2 separate regions of the Xenopus tropicalis genome follow, and region 1 is linked to region 2. Evidence: chromatin contacts called from public Hi-C data. All regions are on one chromosome and are shown on one strand. Each heading gives the region's core, a stretch centred on a gene start, on an enhancer-like site or on the middle of the called end of the contact. The rest is flanking DNA. Distances are from core to core; before and after follow the strand shown.

Region 1 (6,314 bases), core at 347-2,846, 370 kb before region 2:
TTACAGTGTATGTGTTTTACAATCTTGAGTTCAAGAGCCAAAGCGGCAGGCGAAATCTGCCTTTGCCCTTTAATTTGCAAAACTAACCACACCTAAGAATGGCTTTTCATAAGGGACAGGGTGCCACGAAGCAATATATTACAAAGTTCATAAAGACCTAATTAAATCCGCTGTCGCTACAGGATTTATAGATGATTAAAAAGTTTTACGCTAATAAATGCAATTAAACCGTATTGATACACACACCCCTCCGTTAAATCACAAATATAATTGTGTGTGAGTGTGCGCTAGCTAATTTTAATAAGCTCTACTCTGGCTGATTACAGTAAAAAGATCGATAAATACATAAAAATATATATATATATAATACGTGTATAACTATTTAACTGTGAGCCTTATATACTGTAGCGTCCCTGGGCTTCTGTTAGTAATAGAGCAAGCAGCAAAGAAATGCTCGTCTGTCTTAGTCTGATTTACAGATCTGAAGTAAAACAGTTTCAAGAACTGAATGCTCTTAAGATCATATTTCGATTTTCCCCCTTCTGTTGGAGAAATCTTCTATAATTGAAAACATGCTCAGCATTTCAGATTATCCTTTAACTCTTTCTCAGATGCAAATGTTATACTCAAGTTTCGATAGCTATAGCGTTACTGCCAGGTATCTAAGGAGTTAAAAATATCGCCGACCTCATTATAAATTGCCCCAGATAACTGGAATGAAACACACTTAGCAATAGCATACCGTGCTTCCTATTCTATACTGTATATCGAGTTAGTGCTTGAGTCACCCCAATCTAATTAAAAGAACGATCACCTAAAGCCTTGATGCTATGGGAGTTTTGTCAACATCCATCTGGGCTCAGTCCGCCCACTCACTGTTTGCGGTTACACTGAGATACAGAGTAGAGTACTGCTTACTGCAGATTTGTTCTGTATATATCAGGCAATATGTGACTATCAGAGCTCAGTTGCCTACATTAGGGTTTCGAGGCTAGCTTATTTACAGACTGAGAAATAAATGCTTTTAATGCTGTTTTGTTTAGTAGCCCAAGGTTACTATTCTAGGGCGTAGAACACTTGCGGGTTTGCTAAAGTGGAGCTGCCGGGTTAAAGTGAGTCGCTTTGACTGTGTGTGCTGCTCGGTGTAATGGGAGTGATAATAAGCATAGCTCTTACCACATAGGAAGTAAAGGCAGCAGCTGGGTCCCCGCTGTACTGGAGGGGAGAGTTGAAGCCAGCAGAGCTGGCAGTGAAAGCTGTAGATCCAGCGTAAGGTGAGAAGGCAGAGCCAGAAGGGGACCTCCCAAGCTCATCAGTCCTGGGTCCAGAGATGACAGTGGTGCTGTAAGCAGGGCAGGAGTACAGAGCCAAAGAAGCAGATGGTTGGTATAAGTAGCCCTGAGGATAGGACATGGCAAGACACATGCATATAAACTCTTATCGGTTGAGACGCACACAGTACAAGGAAAACTGGGACCCAGCTCTTGTCAGGGTTTCCGGACACAAATGCATAGAGATGAACCCCACCAGTTGCAGTACAGAAAAGCAGTCCCAGTTCTTGCTGCCTCCTGCTGCTGCTCTCTTTTTCTCTGTTCCTCTTGCTTGCCTTGCTCCCTTGCAAGATTTTTTTTCTTTTGCTCTGACTCTGCTCTGGGAGGGAGGGGAAAGGTTGGGTGGGTGGGTGGGTTGGTGGAGACTTTAGCATAGCAGAAAGAAAAAAAAAATCACCCTGACAAGATGCTAAGTTGAAAACTGAGGTTTCTGACGCCTGATGCTCCTCCTTTACGGGTGTTGTCAGTGAGTGGGACGGAGGGATGATGATGGGACTGCCCAATTATCTGTATTCTCTCTCTCTCCTTCTCTGTCAGGGAAAGCCTGCCCCTAGACGGCCATCGAATACAATGCAAGCCCAGTAAAACAGAAAGCCTAAAAACTTTGTGCTCCAGCTTTCTAGTCAAGGCCAGTTTTAAATCCTTTAGTCCCCTTACCCCGGAACATTGTATATCACTAACCGAATCTCCTTAATCACTTGATACCAGTTATGTGCAGGAATCTATTGGGAGAGCGGTCTCCATAGTACATAAACTAAACTGAGCACTATTTTCTTTATGCAGAAAAAAAGGGATAAAAAGCGTTTTAGGGATCAAATTTGCTCCTTAACTAAAGTAGATCAGAATAAAATAGAAGGCTAAACCTGTTGCTATAGTAATGCAGTTCCAGGAAAACTTTTAGCCACCTAGTTTACCAATTATATGAAAATTCGTCAACATTTCTTTTGTTACCTCTTTTGTTTTACATGTATAGAGCAAGCAAATACATTAATATGAACCGCCAATCGTTGAGAGTATAAACGTTCAGCAGAAATATTTTGACCCCTAGAATATTTACCTATGAGAAGGGATACAGGGCTAATGGAGGATTAAGCCCAGGATCTAGAGAAATAATATAGTGGACATTTTAGCCTTCTATCTAAAACTCATAACAAGGTTTGGAGAGAAGGCAGATTAAAACCATATGAAGTAAAGAAAATCCTCGAAGATCAAAGGATGTAATCCCTTCTGATTTAGCTGAATATGTTTTACTCACACACAGATACACACACACACAGACAAACACACACACACGTGATATGTCAAAAACAGATTGATGGACCTGGAAAAAAAAAACACTTATAAAAAACATCGTATTGAAACATTACACATAAACCTATAGATATCATGGGCCCGGGGATACACGTTAACTATTGAGAGCGCTACTCTTTTTTACTGGTAATGCTTTACTAAATAGCTAATTGTTGCGGTCAGAGTATTGTAAATCTATAGTAACTTTTCCAATGCAGAATGTCAAGGTGAGTAAAAGCATAGGTTCCTAAGTACAACACATTATCAAGAGCAAAGAGAGAAGGACTTGTCTGTATATTTCTGTGCTGTCACTACAGGGTGTATTTAGTTACTAAGCATCTAATATGTATTTGTTATAGTTACATTTTAATTATCGAGTCTGACATTCCACCACAAATTAAACAGGTGCAAATTGAAATATTCATTTGACATCAAACCGATTTCCAAAGACAAGTGTCGATGTTTCCCAGCTTAACCCCCTGTTATTGGAAAGTGTACAGACTAATGAACTGCAATGGCCAATACCAGTGCAGGGTGGGTTTCCAATGCTACTGTGGCGGGGGAGGGTGCGGTGACTTGGACACATAACTGTAGTCCCAGAAGAAGTCACCACCAAACAGCGATTACAATAAAGCTCCAGCATCAAGAAGCGATACAGCTGTCAAAGGAGAGAGAGAACAGCAGACACAAGTAAAGCAGCACTTACATAAAGAGGATAAACAGAAGAAATGCGATAGGCATCGTGGGTCGTGTTGTTTTAACCAATTTGCCACGCAAGAGCACAGTATATGCATATAGAATTTTGTTAGTGTTTTTTTCTACTTTTTGTATCAGCTCAAGCAGGCACACACTCGTAGACAGAGGATCATTTACTCAAGAGATACACAAACACAAAGAAAATCAGACGCAAGCGACTTTGAGCCTCGAATGAGGTGAAAGCTTCAGCGATTTATTGTGGTTTGTGATAAAAAAAAAAAAAAGAAACGGTGTGGCTTCAGAGACAACGTGCAAGCTACAAGATGTGAGAGATGCATTAGTATTTCAGAAGTGATTCATATGACTGTGCCAGTTCCAGGGTGATATACAAGGCTTTTAAGGATATACAAGGCTAGCAGTCAACTGGGGTGAATTCAGATCTTAATAAATTATCAGTAATTAGCTCTATACTGACAAATAAATGGCAAATACCTGACATTTGTTATAAATATGGGCTGCACTTATATCTTGCATGGGCATCACAAGAGTATCAGGCTTATACGGTTTAATCGGACCCTGTAATATGAGGATAGATCTAACGCACATGTTCCAACAGTGGGGCAGGAATACTATCCACTTGGCTACACACCTGTCCCCTGCATTTTCAGGTTAAACTGAATGACTTTAGTCATTTTCTATTTGCAACGATTTCATTGTACTTCTTGAAGATATTAATATTATTAATCATAACGCTGCATTCATGAAACTAACCACAACCTGCTTCTCTCAAACTAAAAAAACATTCCACAGCCCGCTGTCGGCTGTGCAACCAGAAATGTATCGTTTTCTGTGTTATTCTAAATGTATACCTGTATTACAATGTTTCTTTCGTACTAAATGGCAAGGACTCTATAGCGCAATACGCTTTTGCCCTTATAAATTCTGAAGCTGCATATTCCAAATATTATATTCCCGTTTATCCACATACGTGGACACGCCACAGTGTAAAGTACACAGCAATAGCCGAAATCAGGTTGATCTGCACAATCTCCAGAGATTCATTAGCACTAACAGTTAATCCAACGACGATAATAAAATTGACTTCCCGCGTCCCTTTAACTACAATCTCCTCCCTAGTATCTCATTGGATCCCTCCTTGCTGACTTCTAGTTGCTTATTGGCTTGAGGGTGGTGCCTATCAGTGAGAGCGGGGTTGGGGGGGGCTTTGTGTGAGTGTGTTTATGGGGGGGGGGACGTTTAGTGACGTCATGGCCCATTGATGCACTATGATGTGCCAATAATGACTTGTTCAGCTTCCATAGTGCTTAAGCAGACGTTTAATAATTACTGGGATCCAGGCTGGAGGAGAGAGCCCAGCTCAATAAATTCGAATCTGCGTTTAAGGAGGCAGCGCAACATGAAGGTAAGTACGGTATCTGCTACTGGACTTTATCCGGTACTGGGGCTACAGCCCTGACCTGTCACAGCGCACAGCACTCGTCATAACATAAAGTATCCGTGGGAGTTTGTTGGGCAACTTTTGTTTTCATTGTAGGCGGCTCCGAGTCCTCTCATTTTCCTTGTTCTGTCAAGTGGAAAGGCTCTGGCTGTGCTGTGTCTGCGCTAGGGATCAGCGTTGGGTCACAGCATTCACTGGGAACATCTGAACATTGTTCTCTGCTCTCCTGTACAGAGAAGGGCACAGGGAAATGTACTATATTTAACAGCTCCTTTTGTACTGTATCTATATCCCTTGTTGTGATCGGCGCTTTTTATTTTAGGGGGACAGAAAACCAGACGTTATTTATATACAGTGGCTTTATATGTATAATGTTATATATTCCAAGCCACCCCTATCGCGGTACATACATATGCGACTTTCACTTCTTTTTATGTTGCAGTTTGACTTTCATTAACTGTTTGGTCAATGGGCGACAGATCAAAACTTGTTTGCACTCTCCCCTATGTATGAATTGTGCACGGTAAACTAACGTCTTAAATGCTTGTAGCCACCAGAAGCGAGCGATAATAACACAAAATGTAATACTTATGTGGAACTGTTGCGTCTGTAAATCCTCATTTGTAACATAGTAACCACATAATTGTAGTAATTATTGGTTTGAACTTTAATGTTCGCAGTGTACTGACATATATATTAATGGGGCAAACAAACTCTGCTTAAACATAGTCCACCTTGCATTACCTTGGATGGAAGTAGTGCAGTTCATGTCGGCTCTTGCGTGCGATTTAGAGCAGTTAATCGGCAACGATTGAAAGATTTCAGAAGTGTAACTTTAGCTGATTTCTGTGTCTCTAGTCCCACTCGATAGATCTCCATCTGGTCACACTGCTTTGCTTCCTGAGAGACAATCCGGCTGTCTGTGAATGTCTAAAGGAGCTAATCATCAGTTACCGAACTCCTACAAACAAAATGAGCTAAATGAACACACATCGATTGAACACATAAACACCCCTGCACAAAACTGCACAATTGGACTTTCATTTGTACGACATTTATTTTATATCTATTTCATATTTATATCTATATATCTAGCAGGGAAGGGGCACTGGTTAAACTGAACCTGCCAATAAAAAGATGCTATCACTTCTATATCATATACAGCAAGCAGAAAAGACTACATATTTTTTTGAGAAATAAAAGAAAGTAGAGAACATGATTTAGGCGATCCCAGTGATTTATAGGATGAAATGATGTGAAGCAATTGAGATAGCTTCCCTGAAGGTGAATATTCTGCTTCAGTTTTACAAAGTGATCATTTCCAATAACTTGTGTCAAAATATCAAATAATATTCAACAATAGGCAAGTATGGAAAACTTAATATATCAATTGTTTTTAAGGTTAGTAGAAAATAACATTACTTCAAGCATCTGTGGTGTAGGAGACAAGATGGCTCTATTCACTTTGGTCTACAAGGGTTAACATAATATACTTTGAAAGGAGCTAGTTTGGAGAGCTGCTGAATGCTAAGCAATCA
Region 2 (6,718 bases), core at 1,465-3,964:
TACCAGGTTAAAAAGTGAATTGGCCCTGTAACCAGATACCTCTCAGTTTGCCTTTGAAGATTTTAAGTGTTTTGGTGGTGATGGGGGTGGCTGGAGACTAGGCTACTGCATTTGTGTGTAAATGGGAACAGCCTTATAGTGTAGCTAGCCCTGTCTTTATTATTCATCCCTCATGCCTGCTATAAAGGAATGAAAACAGTTCCACTTACTTTTCACAATGAATTAAATGTGCACATGTTTAAACCTGATGAACAGAAGTTTGTTGTCCCTTTCATGACACTACAAAGGAATGTAGTGCATAAAAATAAAGCTGACATGTAGGAAATATACGTTCTATGTCATACATTGCCAGCCTCTATGCTATTCTTAACCCCTACATTGCTAAAGGCTTTCAAATTCCAATGTAAACTTGCCTGGGGTAATTTACTATTACTCGATTTTTTCAGTTTGGGTTTTTTGAACCTGAAAACCCATTTTTGTCACAAAAAACAAATTTTTTTTCGTAATTTATCATGCAATAAAACTGTGACAAATCCAAATAAAAAATACACCAGTTAAATCCTGCCAAGATTATGTAGAAGTCAATGGCAAATTTTCCTTTTACAGCTGGAAGATCTTTCTTTGTTTCGTGGGTTTAGATGTTTTTTTGGGGGGGGTATGCTGTCTTGTGCAGAAATACAAAAAAGTTGTGTTTTTTGTGCGACAAATTGAAAAAGTTGCGATTTTTGTGTCTTTCCATTACTTTTTTTGTTCAGATGTTTTGATAAATGACTACCATTTGTGGAAATGAGTTTATTTGTGGTTTCTAAAAACTATAAAACCATGAAAAATCCAAATATTAGTAAATTCTCTGTCCCATTTGCTATAAGCAGTGAAAATTTGTCTATACGGTTCTGTACATTGTATTATATTTGTTCTCATTTCAGAAAATTACTCACAATGCATGCAACAAAGGGTTTAATGAACATTGAATGTGTATAAATTGTACAAAAGTTGCTGATTATAAGGCTAATTCCAGACGAGGCGTAGGGCGGATATTTTTGGCCAGCAGAAAAACGCTTGCTGAAAAGTCCGCCCTACGCCTCCTACTTGCACCAGAATAAATGAAATACGCTTGGGTGCAGGCACATGTAGCGAAAATACACATAAAAATGCGAGAGTTTAAAAGTCTTGCATTTTTATGCGTATAGTTTCCTATTAAGCCACATCCATTTCTGACACAGGTGAACAATTAAGCACGCGCCCATGGAATCTCCAGCAACAAACATGGTCAGTGGTATGAGTTTTGCTCAGTCACTTTCAATGTTGCGTCATTAGTGCAGTCATTTTGGAAGGCATAGCTGTAGGGGGGGCAGTAATTCCTGGGACCCCTATCTTAAAAATATTTAGAATTGTGCAGGGGGGCACAAGTTACATTCATTTTAAACCATGCTAAAAAAAAGTGTGTTTCTTATGGCTGCCTAGAGCAGCATGCAAAGGTTGCCACTTTTTAAAGTCACATGCAGTTATACAAGAGTTTGTTAGTCAAGAATGTTAACCCTAAAGTAAACCCCAAACGGGCCCCAAATGGCCACTGCCTTTTAACGTATCTTGCCTAACAGGAACACAAAACTTCACAAAGTCACTTAGTCATGAAAACCCCTGAACCACAAGGTAGAGATCATTCTTAAGAGTCATTTTTGGGTAATTAGAATTGGCAAACCTCCTATCCGTCTATGGAGCTCCCATCAAGAGATCTCTTTGCTGAGTACATAGTGAAACCTGCTAAAGAATTATTAGAAAACCTTTTTGTAGCCCCATGTATTGATAACAACCTACAGGTGAAACAGGTGAAAAAATGCCTTCTGTCTCTTAGCAGTGGGCAATGGGCATAAAACAAGAAAAAGAAAGCAAATGACAATAAAAAGGGGAAAATGTAAAAGGTAATAGAGGGCTATTAAAAATCTGTATGGCATCCATAACCACACTTTCAGAAGTAATATAGCCATAGGATTGTAGTTATATTGTTATATTTGGGGCATGTACATATTTTATAAATTAACCAGTCTGAATCATTATTACCATAGCCTCATGTGTTTCTTAATTGCATGCCCTGCCCTGTAAGTTCATGTTATAATTAATTAAATGTGTACACATTAGGGAAGGGACTCCCTACCCAGTGCCTGAAATGTTTGTTCTCAAAACTGCTGCTCAGTTACCATTGATATATTGTTTTCTATCCATATAAAGGTCAGTGTTTGTGTGTTGCATATGACAAATAAACTAGATCCATGTATCAACATTTTGATGTGTTTATCTAGTTATAAGAATAAAATCAGTAATAGCCCTGACATTAACCCTTTAACAGTAAGATTAAAAAATGGTTTAAAAGCTGTTTATATTTAAGAAAATGATACCCTGTAGCAAAGCCTTTTATCCCAAGAGTAGATAGTCAGAATCAATTTTGTCTCAGCAAAGAAAGAGAAAGCTTATATGTAGCAAATATGAACTCTCTCTGGAAATAAATGCTTACATTAAACACACAGAAACATAGAATAAGAAAACATAATATGGGAAATCCATAATTTCCAGAGCTAGATGGCACCACTATCCACAGTCCAGTTTCTCTATGTAGCCCCCTTGCATTCTTTTTGCATCTCATTAGACTCCAGGCAAGTGAGTTGTTTATCTCATTTACACAGCATGTCTGTTATCTTTGGTGTGAAATTTAGCTTGACAACAATTAATGCTTTCTAAGCAAGACTCCGTATACAGAGTGTTTGTTTAATCTGGAGAAGCAAGCCACGGTGGCTTCAAAGCCTTTTCAGTGGCAGCGACAGATGCAATACTGCTGTGATCCCCCTGGCAGCAGAGGGGTTAATTGCAGAGGCTGTCTCAGCTGGGCCATAGTGAAAGGAGAAAATGGAATGGCAGATAATAACAACTTAGTCCACCAAGTTTGCCAATGCCTTTATCCCCGTAAAACTGCTTAGCGAATCAAAGCTCTTTATATGAGCTATTTAGGCGTTTCACCCTGCATTTCCCTGCAGTGGAATTCTCCAGCGTTTCACAAAACGCAATCAGTTCTTTCTTATGGGACTGTAGTACATCAGGCGCATGCAAGTGCCAAACTCAGGTGGAACGCATCATGTTGCAGCACATTTCTGATACAAGTTAATATGAAGCATCTCTTGGTGAACTGGGAAACTAAGGTTCTTACAGACAGTGGCAGAACTACCGGGGGTGCAAACGCACACTGCCGGGGTCTGCTGGACGCTCATCCTGTTGCAATTACGCTCACATTGGTGTGAATTTGCCACAAAAATGTGCCCGGGGGGGCATGTAGTAAATTATTGCTCACAGAGGCAGCAAAATTGTGCCATGTGAAATTGTCTTTGATAAGGCAGTGCTTACATGCGTTGTTCTTTATATTGCTATTTAACTTGTGAAGAATAAGACAGTTTTCAAGTAAACGTTTAATAAAAGCAATTTTTAAATCTGAATTACTTGAAATGGAAAGATGTCACCAAATGATTTCAAAATAATTTCAAAATCAGTTCTGAAACAGAACAAAATGCTGTATGTAATGAATTTCTATAACTTGTGTTTAAAAATGTGAACCATTTGTCAGGATTATAAAGTGTAAATATTATTTATTTACAAAAATAGTGATGGAAATATGACCAGCAGTAAAAAGGTAGGGTCAGTATATGATGTGGTTATAGCGGCTTAGCAAGACTGTATTGATGATTCCAGGGGCTGTGCTTTGATTTGTAGCTTTTCTGGCCAGATCAGTAGCACTTTCCCTAAAAATGTCTTTCTCAACTAATTACTACAGTTCCCAATAATTAGAGCATTGGTTCTTCTGTGTTGGTGCAGCAACTCATTTATGTAGAGATATTTTTATTTTGTGCATAATAGTTGTGTCTTTCCTGCTTAGTTGCCATCCAGTTCATCATAGGTTGATTGATGTTCCTATCGCTTACTCAGTTATGTGAAGTGAGAGCAAATTTCCCTAAATTCTATCCATATTTACTTTTCAATAAATGTGCAAGGGTCTCATAATTTCCCACCCTCCAAAAACACAGCAAAGCATAAGCTGTACAGTTCATCTACAGACTGGTTTTTACATTTCTGTTAATTTTAGTTATTCCAGCTTAATTTTTTATTACTCTGAGTTTTTTAACTCTCTTTTATTCTTTTTTTTTATTCTCTTAGCAGTGCAGTATTTTAGCTCAGTCATATGCTAGTTTAGAAACTAGAGAAATTAAGGCAAACGTCTCCGTCAGATTTCAGGTGGGGACAATTAATAAGTCCAACTAATAAAACACAATAATTATCACTAAACCTATATCACAATGTATAAAGGGGAAAATTCATATTAAAATTGTGTAAGCAGCACTTCTAAGCATAAAAACCCAAATTTGTATAAAGGGAATGGAAGAGACCCTGTCATGTGGGAGGATTGGGGAATTAAATATTATTGTGTTGAGGAAAATGTAAATGTACCGAGTAGTAAGGTACAGCATGCATAAGCATAAGCATAAGACCATATTGTATCCCCATTGGTCCCTATGCTTAAGTGGACTGTGGGTAAAATATGAAGAGTTCACTTATCGTTTGTTAATAGGCAACTCTGAGTAATGGTCGCAAAGACAGGTAGAGAGAGAATGAATATCTGAAACAACAAGAAGGTAATAACCCCCTTTTTAGGCTGCCTATCATGTTGCAAACTTTGAGGAAGATAATCTCATTTGCACATAAACACTGAAAGTGAGATCAGCCAGTACCTCTATGGGGTTTGTCACTGCTTCTCCTTGGTCAACCCAGCAACTTGGCCACTTTATTGTTACTCATCCTGAAATTGATATACAGGGGTGATTTTTTTTAAAGGAGTGTCAAGGCCCTATTCTGTGAATTCTATGTGTCATAAATATTGAGTACTTTAAGCAAAGTTTTTTTTTAAGAACTATTTACTGGTACAGGTGTGATGGTTGTATAAATGGAATCTTATGACTCTCATATGCAGATTTTCCATCTGGATTCTAACTAAAGTTGGCAATACTCTAATAATAGGTGGCATTTACCTACCCATGTATGGGAACCTCCCGACTACCCCCTTTGTGCGTGAACGTTATAAGGACCTTGTAAGATCCACTGCAGCAGGGACTAAAGTGAATGATGTAAAACACTGATCAAATGAGTGACACTATATAAATACAGGAAATAAATAAATACGATATCTGGCTAGAAATCTAACAGATATCTTTATTTAGCAGGTTTGAAACTCTGCCTGGTAAAGACTGCATCATCACATCAAGTGCTGATGTGGTACTCTCCTGACATGCCTGCATAGATGTCTGTTATAATTTCATTGTTTCTTCCCCCCAGCATGTCAGTGGCCAAACTGGGCAAAGATTCACTAACTGGGTGACCAGCAAATGAGAGACGTATGTCCAGTTTTTACACAAAAATAGTGGTCCTGACTGCACGTTCAGTGGCGTGATACCTTTTGTTGTGATATATACAGAAAACATACATACTCCCCTTAGTAAACAGGACATATTTACCCAAATAGTTCAACATTTTTAAAGGGTATGCAAATACAATGGTGTTAATAAACAGTGGGTAAATTGTGCCAACTAAAGTAAGCGATAACAACCAATTAGCTTTGGTTAGTCTACTGCAGCTATATTAATAGAAGTAAATATCAATTTCCCATATTAAGTAGTTAAGATGTATGTCAACAACTCTCCCAAGCAGGGTGTTCACAAAACTTGGTTTGTCTAATTGCTAAGCATATTCTACACGCTTTTAGACATATGAAAGCCAGGAACTGTACACATATACTCAGATGTGTTAAAAGTGTAAATGTAGTACAAATATCACAATATATAACATCAAAAGTCTAGTGACATATTACTGTGTCAGTTATATAGCACACAGCTTTTGATGTTTAAAGAGAATATAGCTTTTGTATACATACACAGGAAGAGCTTGATGCAATAAGCGATGGTAAACAAAGTAGGTGTGGGAATAGAGCCTGCTAGAAGAACTTAGTAAGTAATAATTTGAAGTCTGGTATAAACACCGTCAATTTTATAAGAGGGTTCTGTGTTTGCTCTTAGGCACTATAATATGAGAACAGAGTCATGTGTATTCAGTTGAACAAATGTGGTGTAACTCAGTCTTGGATATTTATGAGATTTAGTGTGATTTGTATGCTAGCATCCAGGGAATGTAAAGAAATTCGCCTCCAGATAAAATATATTAGTATATTAGAAGAATCACAGACACTGGTATTTTAGGTTAATTAGTACGAAGAATAGAACCTAAAGGAAATAATTCTGGTAGTGCAAAAATCAGGTGTATAGAGGATAGATTTAATGAATATAATCTTCACAGGTATATCAGAGACACACACAGATTCCATGCTCTGGCTGCTGTCCTTGTGGGATTTTCTATAATGATGCATCCTACATTGAGCTATAATCAGCTTGCTCTACACGCTTAACTTCCTAACGAGAGTTGTGTTTAAACAAGTGTATAAAACACATCTGTTTGGGCGCTGAGACCTCTGCACATGTGACCGATTCGGCGCCTGAAAGTTAAATTAATGGTAAAGAATTTAATTGTGAGTAAACAATGCCACATTAAAGAGCGTTAAATACAGCAGTGGGGACTGGGAAGCGGCTGTTTAGGCACAGATGTGGCTTCCTCAATGCATTTCTTCCCCTCC

The links. A called contact is a pair of places that touch in the nucleus more often than the background predicts.
Region 1: a contact with region 2 is called in a Hi-C map of neurula embryo, with 1.8 times the contacts expected there. The contact joins the promoter of irx5 here to the enhancer-like site in region 2. A contact is called at or near these places in 2 of 5 Hi-C or Micro-C datasets (brain and neurula embryo).

Annotation. Positions count from the first base shown.
Region 1 is chr4:42,280,316-42,286,629 of UCB_Xtro_10.0, reverse strand. It overlaps irx5 (iroquois homeobox 5), which reads right to left and starts at 1,596. Exons shown (of 3, transcript NM_001171927.1): 1 at 1,177-1,596. The coding sequence starts at 1,425. It overlaps LOC101731264 (a long non-coding RNA gene), which reads left to right and starts at 4,567. Exons shown (of 2, transcript XR_208505.4): 1 at 4,567-4,740.
Region 2 is chr4:41,912,672-41,919,389 of UCB_Xtro_10.0, reverse strand. No RefSeq gene overlaps it. Among named protein-coding and RNA genes, the nearest start is that of irx3, 62 kb to the right of the region's middle. Within about 2 kb of position 2,714, at least 2 of the 11 cell types and tissues checked have an H3K27ac peak or open chromatin away from gene starts, as enhancers often do. A contact at or near this core is called in neurula embryo, where this site is marked.